Regions from separate parts of the Sus scrofa genome. Here region 1 is linked to region 2. Evidence: chromatin contacts called from public HiChIP or PLAC-seq data. All regions are on one chromosome and are shown on one strand. The core of a region is the stretch at or near the end of the contact, and the rest is flanking DNA. Distances in the headings are between cores, read along the strand shown.

The links. HiChIP or PLAC-seq counts read pairs in DNA pulled down with a chosen protein or histone mark.
Region 1: a contact with region 2 is called in an H3K27ac HiChIP or PLAC-seq map of skeletal muscle, with 2.5 times the contacts expected there. The contact joins two enhancer-like sites. A contact is called at or near these places in 1 of 47 Hi-C or Micro-C datasets (embryonic fibroblasts) and 1 of 2 datasets of contacts at active chromatin or transcription factors (skeletal muscle).

Annotation. Positions count from the first base shown.
Region 1 is chr13:99,768,500-99,772,269 of Sscrofa11.1, reverse strand. The region is part of intron 3 of LOC100514323 (NACHT, LRR and PYD domains-containing protein 1a-like); the gene reads left to right. Among named protein-coding and RNA genes, the nearest start is that of IL12A, 37 kb to the right of the region's middle. Within about 2 kb of position 2,354, at least 10 of the 83 cell types and tissues checked have an H3K27ac peak or open chromatin away from gene starts, as enhancers often do. A contact at or near this core is called in skeletal muscle, where this site is marked.
Region 2 is chr13:99,500,002-99,503,818 of Sscrofa11.1, reverse strand. It overlaps LOC100514494 (schwannomin-interacting protein 1), which reads right to left. Exons shown (of 12, transcript XM_021069725.1): 5 at 209-578; 6 at 1-206. Among named protein-coding and RNA genes, the nearest start is that of IL12A, 230 kb to the left of the region's middle. Within about 2 kb of position 1,733, at least 63 of the 83 cell types and tissues checked have an H3K27ac peak or open chromatin away from gene starts, as enhancers often do. A contact at or near this core is called in skeletal muscle, where this site is marked.

The sequences.
Region 1 (3,770 bases), core at 1,105-3,604, 270 kb before region 2:
GTTTGGGTTTTTTTTTTTTTTTTTTTTTGGCTTTTTAGGGCCACACTCATGGCACATGGAAGTTCCTAGGCTCGGGAATTGGAGCCGCAGCTGCCAGCCTACACCACAGCCATAGCAATGCAGGATCCAAGTCATGTCTGCGACCTTCACAACTCATGGAAACGCTGGATCTTTAACCCACTGAGCGAGGACAAGGATTGAACCTGAGTCCTCATGGATATTAGCCAGGTTCATAACACATTGAGCCACAGCGGGAACTCCCACGGCAGCATTTTTCATGATCGTTAGACTTTGGAAAAACCCCTGTGTCCATGAAGTTTTAAAAGCATAAACAGTATGTGGTGTGCTTGTTTATATTAGTTTGCTAGGATTGCTATCTATAACAAAGTGCCATAGCCTGGAGGGCTTAACCAACAGAAAAGTGTTGTCTCCCTTCTGAGGACCTATGAGAGAAGGATCAGTTCTGGATCTCTTTCCTTGATTTGTAAATAGCCATCTTCATGATCACATAATGTTCTCCTTGTGAGGGGTCTCTGTGTCTGAATTTCCCCTTTTTGTAAGGACATTAGTCATCCTGGATTGGGGCCCATCCTAATGACCTTATTTTACTTGAGGTAACTACTGCCATGAAGACTAGTCTATTTCCAAATAATGTCACATTCTAAGTACAGTGGGTTAGGACTTCAACACGAATCATGGAGGGGACACAATTCACTACATAAGACCACAATGGTGGAGTTCCTGTCGTGGCTCATTGGAAAGGAATCTGACTAGCACCCATGGGGACGCAGGTTCAGTCCCTGGCCTCTCTTGGGTAAGGATTTGGCATTGCGGTGAGCTGTGGCATAGGTCACAGATGAGGCTCAGATCTGGCGTGGCTGTGGCTGTAGTGTATACCGGCAGCTATAGCTCTCATTTGACCCCTAGCCTGGGAACCTCCATATGCCACAAGTGCGGCCCTAAAAAGACAAAAAAAATTAAAAAAATTTAAAAAAGAGACCATAATGGAATATAATTCAGCCATAAAAAAGAATGAAGTGCTGATACATGCTACAACATAGCTGAACCTTGAAAACATGCTCATTGAGAAAAGCCAGCTACCAAAGCTCACATACTATGCCATTCCCTTTATATGAAACGTCCAGAACAGGCAAATCTATTGAAGCAGAAAATAGATGATTGGTTATCGAGGCCTGGGCAGAACGGGCAGGTTGGGAGTGATAGTTGAAAGATACAGAGTTTTTGGGGAGGTGATGAAAATGTAAAACTGATTGTTGTAATGGGTGTACATCTCTGTGAATATACAAAGCTGTACACTTTAAATGAGTGGGTTGTGTAGTATGTGGTGAACTAGACCTCAATAAAGCTGTTACAGAAAAAAAAGTTACTCCAGGAGAAAAAAACTCAGGTAACCCCAAAAAATTCCATGTATTTTCTTGAAAAACTTAAGCTCAGACATGTTTGTGTCCAGGGCTCTGTTTCCCAAATATTATGCTGGGCCTGTGGAGGCACTCGTGGCATATGGGGGTTCCTAGGCTAGGGGTTGAATTGGAGCTGTAGCCGCTGGCCTACACCACAGCCACAGCAACGCGGGATCTGAGCCACGTCTGCGACCTACACCATGGCTCACAGCAATGCCAGATGCTTAACCCACTGAGCATGGTCAGGGATCGAACCCAAATCTGCATCTCATGGGTACCAGTCAGGTTTGTTATTGCTGAGCCATAACGGAACTCCCCCTTTTACTTGTTTTTAAAGCAAAGGTTTCTTTTTTTTTTTTTTTTTTTTTTAAGTTTAACTTTTTCTAGTTGAATGAAAGGGATTCAAGGAGGGGACTATGGATTTTGTCTGCATCTAGGTTGCATTATAAAGGACAGCTGGGTGTGGTGAAGGTGGCACCCATCAGAATGAGAAAACAGGAAAAGAGAAACTCAGAGTCGAGGATTGTTTGTGTGCTGGCTTCCTGGAGTAGGGATCCTGCTGCCAGAGCCCTCACCTGAACAAATATGGGAAGGCACTTGTCATCGCAGGCTTGGTCTGGCCTGTCCCAGGAGTTTAGGAATGCATGTGACCTATTAATAAAAATAGCTACCACCTATTAAATGACTACTGTGTGTGAGGCTTTGGGCTTGTCACTCTTCACCAATAATTTATTGGTTCTCAAATTTGTACTGTGAGGCAGAAAGATGGTCCTGGGGGCTTGAGGGGACTTGCAGGGCAGGGAGACAGAGATAGAATCAGGAGTCCTAAGACCAGAAACAGAGGGAAGATGAATTGAAGGGATGGCCCCAGGCTCTATCTCCCAGGGATCTGGGCAGAAGGTGCCTCACTTGGGGCTGGTCCCTGCAGAATTATACCCCAGCAGAGGCCCCAGACTGGCAGAGGGAACTGGCAGAATAAAGAGGGACCATGATGGGGACTCCTTGGTTTTTTTAAAGCTGGGCAAACTATCCATTCATTCACCCATTCATTCATTCATTGAGCATGTCTGTAAGGGTGGATGCTGGGAAATCAAGGTAATGAGACATGGCCTCAGCCCTCAGGGGCTCACAGACCAACAGCTAAACAAGCAGCCACTGTTTGGCAGTGGCGTAAATGGGAGAGGATGGATCATGGTGGAGTAGAGGGAGACTGCCGGCAGAAGTGACAGGTTGGGCTGGCTCTTGATGGCTACTTAGGAGCTCTGGAGATTCGGTCTCGGGAAGGAATTTCTAGCCAATGGGATGGCATCTTTTTTTTTTTTTTTGGCCACACCCATGGCATTTGGGAATTCCTGCCCTGGGGATCAAACCTGAGCCACAGCAGTGACAATGCTGAATCCTTAACTGCTTGGCTGCCAGGGGACTCCTTTTTTCTTTCCTTTTTTTTTTTTTTTTTTTTTTTTTTTTTTTTTTTTTTTTGTGGGAGAGGTGGCATTTATAAGGGCTTGGAGGAAGGAGTGGTAATCATCTGGGGTACAGCTTGAAAAATGGGGGAGTGATTAAAATGAGTTGATTCTAGTCCAGCTGTTTTCAACCCTGGGTGTACATTGCAGTTATCTGGGGACCTTTAAAAAAAATACTGCTGTTCAGGTCCCACCCCAGCCCAGTTAAATTAGAATCTCTAAGGGAGGGCAGAGTTCCCGGCATGGCTGTGTTTAGAAAGCTCCCTAGGTGATAGCAGCATGTAACCAAGGTTGAGAACCACTGCACGGACCAAGGCTGTGTCTTATCACCTTGATTTCTCAGCACCCGCTTCTCCCCAGTGCATGCCTTGCCCTCCACTCAGGCACCCTCTCATGGAGGAGCCTACCTCCAGCTCCCCCTCTGCCTCCACATCCGATCAGTCACCACCTCCTGGGTGTTGAACTGCTGAAGTCACAAGGAACATCTTTGCAAGTAACAACATGGTTAAGGGTGCAATTTGGGGCCAGGCTGCCCAGGTTGAAATCTTAGCTTCAGACCTCCTGGGTGGGAATTAGTGGAGTAGGATTGGGGGGTGGGGTGGGAGTTGCAGAAGTAAATTTGCTGACCTCAGCTTACCTCATTAGGAAGTAAGAGTTAATGTGTAAGTCCATGTAAAGTTCTTACATAAATGTACATAAAAAATATAAATATGCAAAACAAGTAGATATAAGTGAGTGAATATGTGTAAATGAGAAAGTACAGGTACAGAACCTGGCACATTGTGGACACTCAAAAAAAGAAAAAAAAGCTGCTTGCTCCTAGCTGCTGTGTTGTTCTCATCTTTATTTTCCAGTCTTTTCTTTCCTCCATGTAATTACTGCCTGT
Region 2 (3,817 bases), core at 484-2,983:
CTCCGGGACACAGGTCCCGCTGTCCGTGGGCTGAGGGCACAGGCCACCGACCGCCGGGCTCCGGCCGCCGCGTCGGCCCCCAGCCGGCTGAGGCTTCTGGACCATCCGGCGGGGGGGCCGGGAACCACCCGGCCGGCTGGCCACCACCACGTTGCCATTGTGCCTGAGGTCCTGGGGGTCGTGCGGGTGGAGGTTGCCATTGGGCACGGGGGTGGCATGGCGGTGGTGGCGCCTCTGCCCCCGCCGCCGCTGCGGGCCCTGGCGCTCACGTCCCCCGGTTCCCGGGCCGGACAGCGGTCATCCCGGTATCCTCGCTCGTCGCGCTCGTCCTCCTCTTCCTTCTCCTCCCCGTCCTCCTCCGGCGCCCACTCATTAATCACCTTCTTCTGGTAGACCGGGAAGGGCTCCTCATAGTCCTCCAGGGCAGACACCAAGTCCAGGCTGCCCCCCGGCGACGACGAGGATTTGCACTCGGAGCAAGGGGTCACTTTGGTGGAGTTGGACTGTGAACTGGCGCGGCTGCTGCTGCTGCTGCTGCCGGCGTCACTGCCTAGATCCATCCCATCCTCTCGGTAATCCTGGGGGGAGGAGGCAGAGAGAGTGAGCCGCCGGGCCCAGCCAGCTCTAGCCGCCCGCCGCCCGCCGCGAACGCCCCGGCCCAGTGCCCCGCGCCCACCTGGCTGGAGGTGCGCCCCCCAAGGAGGCCGGGGGGTAGGAGCCGGCACGAGTCTGAGGCTTCCCTCATCCCATTCCCTCCCCTGCGACAAGACTTCCTCCGGGTAACTAACCCTCAAATCAGCAAAGGGGGTGCCCAGCCACCCACGCTCAGACTTTCCGTAAGAGGGACCCCGGGGCGCGCATGGACTTTGTTTTAACCATTTTGCGCGGGGCGCGCCCCTGCACCCACCCCCAAGGATTCTCCGAGAACCAGACACTTTCTCAGAGAATTATAATTCCCTGAGGGCGGGGACTGAGAAGAGTGGGCGGCTACTAAATTCGCACCTCGCGCTGGGCTGGGAGACCACCCCCACTCGGCCCCGCCCCGCCCCCGCCGGCTGGGGGGAGCCCAGCTCCGCTAGCAAGCTGAGCTTTACTTTCTAAGGAACGGAAGGCAGCTCTGAGGTCTCACTCCCACCTCCGCACCTCTCGGGCCAGCCCCTCCTCGGCTGGCCTGAAGGCTCGGGGTGGGGTTGGGGGGCACTCTTGGCTCCCACCGGGCGAGGTGGCCCCGCCACCCCCAAAGGTGAGCCAGGCCGGGGAACGGCGGCAGTTGCTGCAGGCGCCGCCGCCGCCGCCCTGGGGGAGGGAGGACGCGCCCTCCTGGCGCGGAGCGGGTCCCGCCACGGAGCATGCCCAGAGGCTGCCGGGCGCGGCGCAGTCCGCTGTCCCCGCTTTCTCGGCTGCAGGCTGGGGCGGGAGGCCGGACAGGGTTAGGGCTGGAGAGGCCGGGAAAAGGCCCGAGGGAAGGGGGTTCGGAGCTTCAGGAGGTCAGACCGGTCACTTGGCGGCACCCCGGGAAAGGTGGTGAATTTTAACCCCCAGACACACATATTTCCTGGGCGCGCCTCAAGCCCTCTCTGCGGCGCTCATTACCCCGCCTAAACCTCCCGGCTCCCCAAAGCACAGGCCGGGTGCTTCCTAAACCCACGCGGAAGTCCCCGAGTGACCCCTTGCAGGACCTGCCTCCCCACCAACATGCACACATACAGAAGCCCGTGTGGGAGCGCGAGTGACGTGTCCTCAATGATCATGCACCATCACTTCCCTTCCATCTTCCTCCTCGCCGCTTCCTCTCCCTCCACCCCCCAGCTCCAGCCGCCTGGCCTGGCCGGCTCTCCCTTCTAAGTTCAGGCTGTGTGTGGAACCTGTTGCTTTAGCTCCAATTTTCTTTCCCCTGGCGGGTACATGGCACATGCTGAGACGGACCTGTTAGAGGTGCATGTATGGGAAGTGGAGGGGTAAGTGTGAGATGGGAATGCTATCTGGCATGGAGGTGGGGAATCTGTTCTAAAGGTTTGGGTGAGCCTCCAAAGTCCCCTTTGGCCACCTCCAGTCAAGGGGACATTAAAGGAGGGGAAGAGGTGGGGTCAGGTCACATGTTTCTGGCACTGGCTTGGCTTCCTTAAATTTTTCAGGAAACAGAGTCAAAGAAACACAGTGACTTTTCCAAAACACAACCACTGGAGTTCCTGTCATGGCTCAGGGGTAACGAATCTAACTAGTATCCATGAGGACACAGGTTCGATCCCTGGCCTCGTTCAGTGGGTTAAGGATCCAGTGTTGCCATGAGCTGTGGCGTAGGTCGCAGTCAGGGGTGGGATTTGGTATTGCTGTGGCATAGGATTCAACCCTAGCCTGGGAACCTTCATAGGCCTTGGGTGCGTCCCTAAAAAGACAATAACAAAACAAAACAAACCCCCACAACAACTGCCTTAGTTTGGCAGCTCATCCTTTTTAGGAACAAGTCTCCACGAAGTGAAAAATACCAACACTTGGAAAACTGAGAAGGGTCACAGAGCACTTTTTAAGACCTTCCAGTGAAATAAGACCTTCCAACTCTAGGGAAATAGGAAATGCCCTCATCACTGTTTATGAAAAACAGCACTTAGAACTTAAATGTTCTCCTACACACACAAAAAAAGATAAACATGTGAGGTGATGGATGTAACTGGATGGGAGGAACCCTCTCACAACATTTATATAGTTATATATAAAACCACCATCGTGTGCACTTTAAATATCTTATAATTTGTATGTCAATTTTATCTCAGTAATGCAGAAACAATTTTTTTTTTTTTTTTTTTTTTTTAAATTCAGTGCTTACTTGTGCTGTAGATTGAGGAAAACCAGTTTCCCTGAATTTCCAGATTTGGGCCTGTTACTAATTATTACCAGTGAATTGGAGTCTGGACCAGGCCACTGCCCTGGCTTGGCACCCTCCTGATGGAGGAACAGGGGAATGCTTGGAATTCTTTAGTAGGGAGTGGCTGCCACCCTGATATTTCTTCTAGGTCCTAATTGGAAGAGACACTTTGTTTAAGTGATTTCAGCAAAGTACAACTCTTTCCTCTCTTAGGTAGGCCTGTGCCAGTGAAGATAAACTAATCTTTTAACTTGTCTGGAAGCAGCTATCTTATGAATAACAGGAAAAAGGGCCTTCTAGTCTGGCCCCTTTACAGCTTTTCTGTAAAACAAGACTGACTATAACTTAAAATGTCTTTCATGGCAGCATCTGTAAACAGCCTGCCTCGTGCTCCAAATATGGTTTGATTTTGAAGTTGCTGTGGAGCCCTGGGTCAGCTGGCTGCCCTTTCTACGGAGTGGAGGTGGCTCTATGAGTGTTCAAAGATGTGGGTAGAAAGTGTTGTGTGCTGAGAACTGATCAGCTGCTTTTCAAGTTGCCATGTGACTTGGCAAGGCTTAGGTCAGAAAAAAAAAAAAAAAAGCTCCCTGCTCTGGCAAAACACAGGTAGACAGACAAGTATAGATCAACTGGGGTGATAAGGGAGAGTTGTGGTCTCTGTCCAATTTTCAAGCATCAGGACCACCTCAGCCCATCCAGACCCCCTCCAGGGCTCCGGCTCGGCCCCCTGCTGCTCAGATGGTCTGTGTTCAGGGAATGCAAAATGAGGCCTTAGAAAAAACATTTGGAAGGTAAATCCACTGCCAAAAATGCATGGTATTTCAAAGCCAAATAGAACATCTTTGAATTATCTGTCCTTTTAAATTATTTTCTGACCAGATAGTCTGGCTCAGATGGGAAAGTACCAGGTTTCCTTTTTTTCTTTTCTCTTCATGTAAGGTGCCTGGCTAGTGC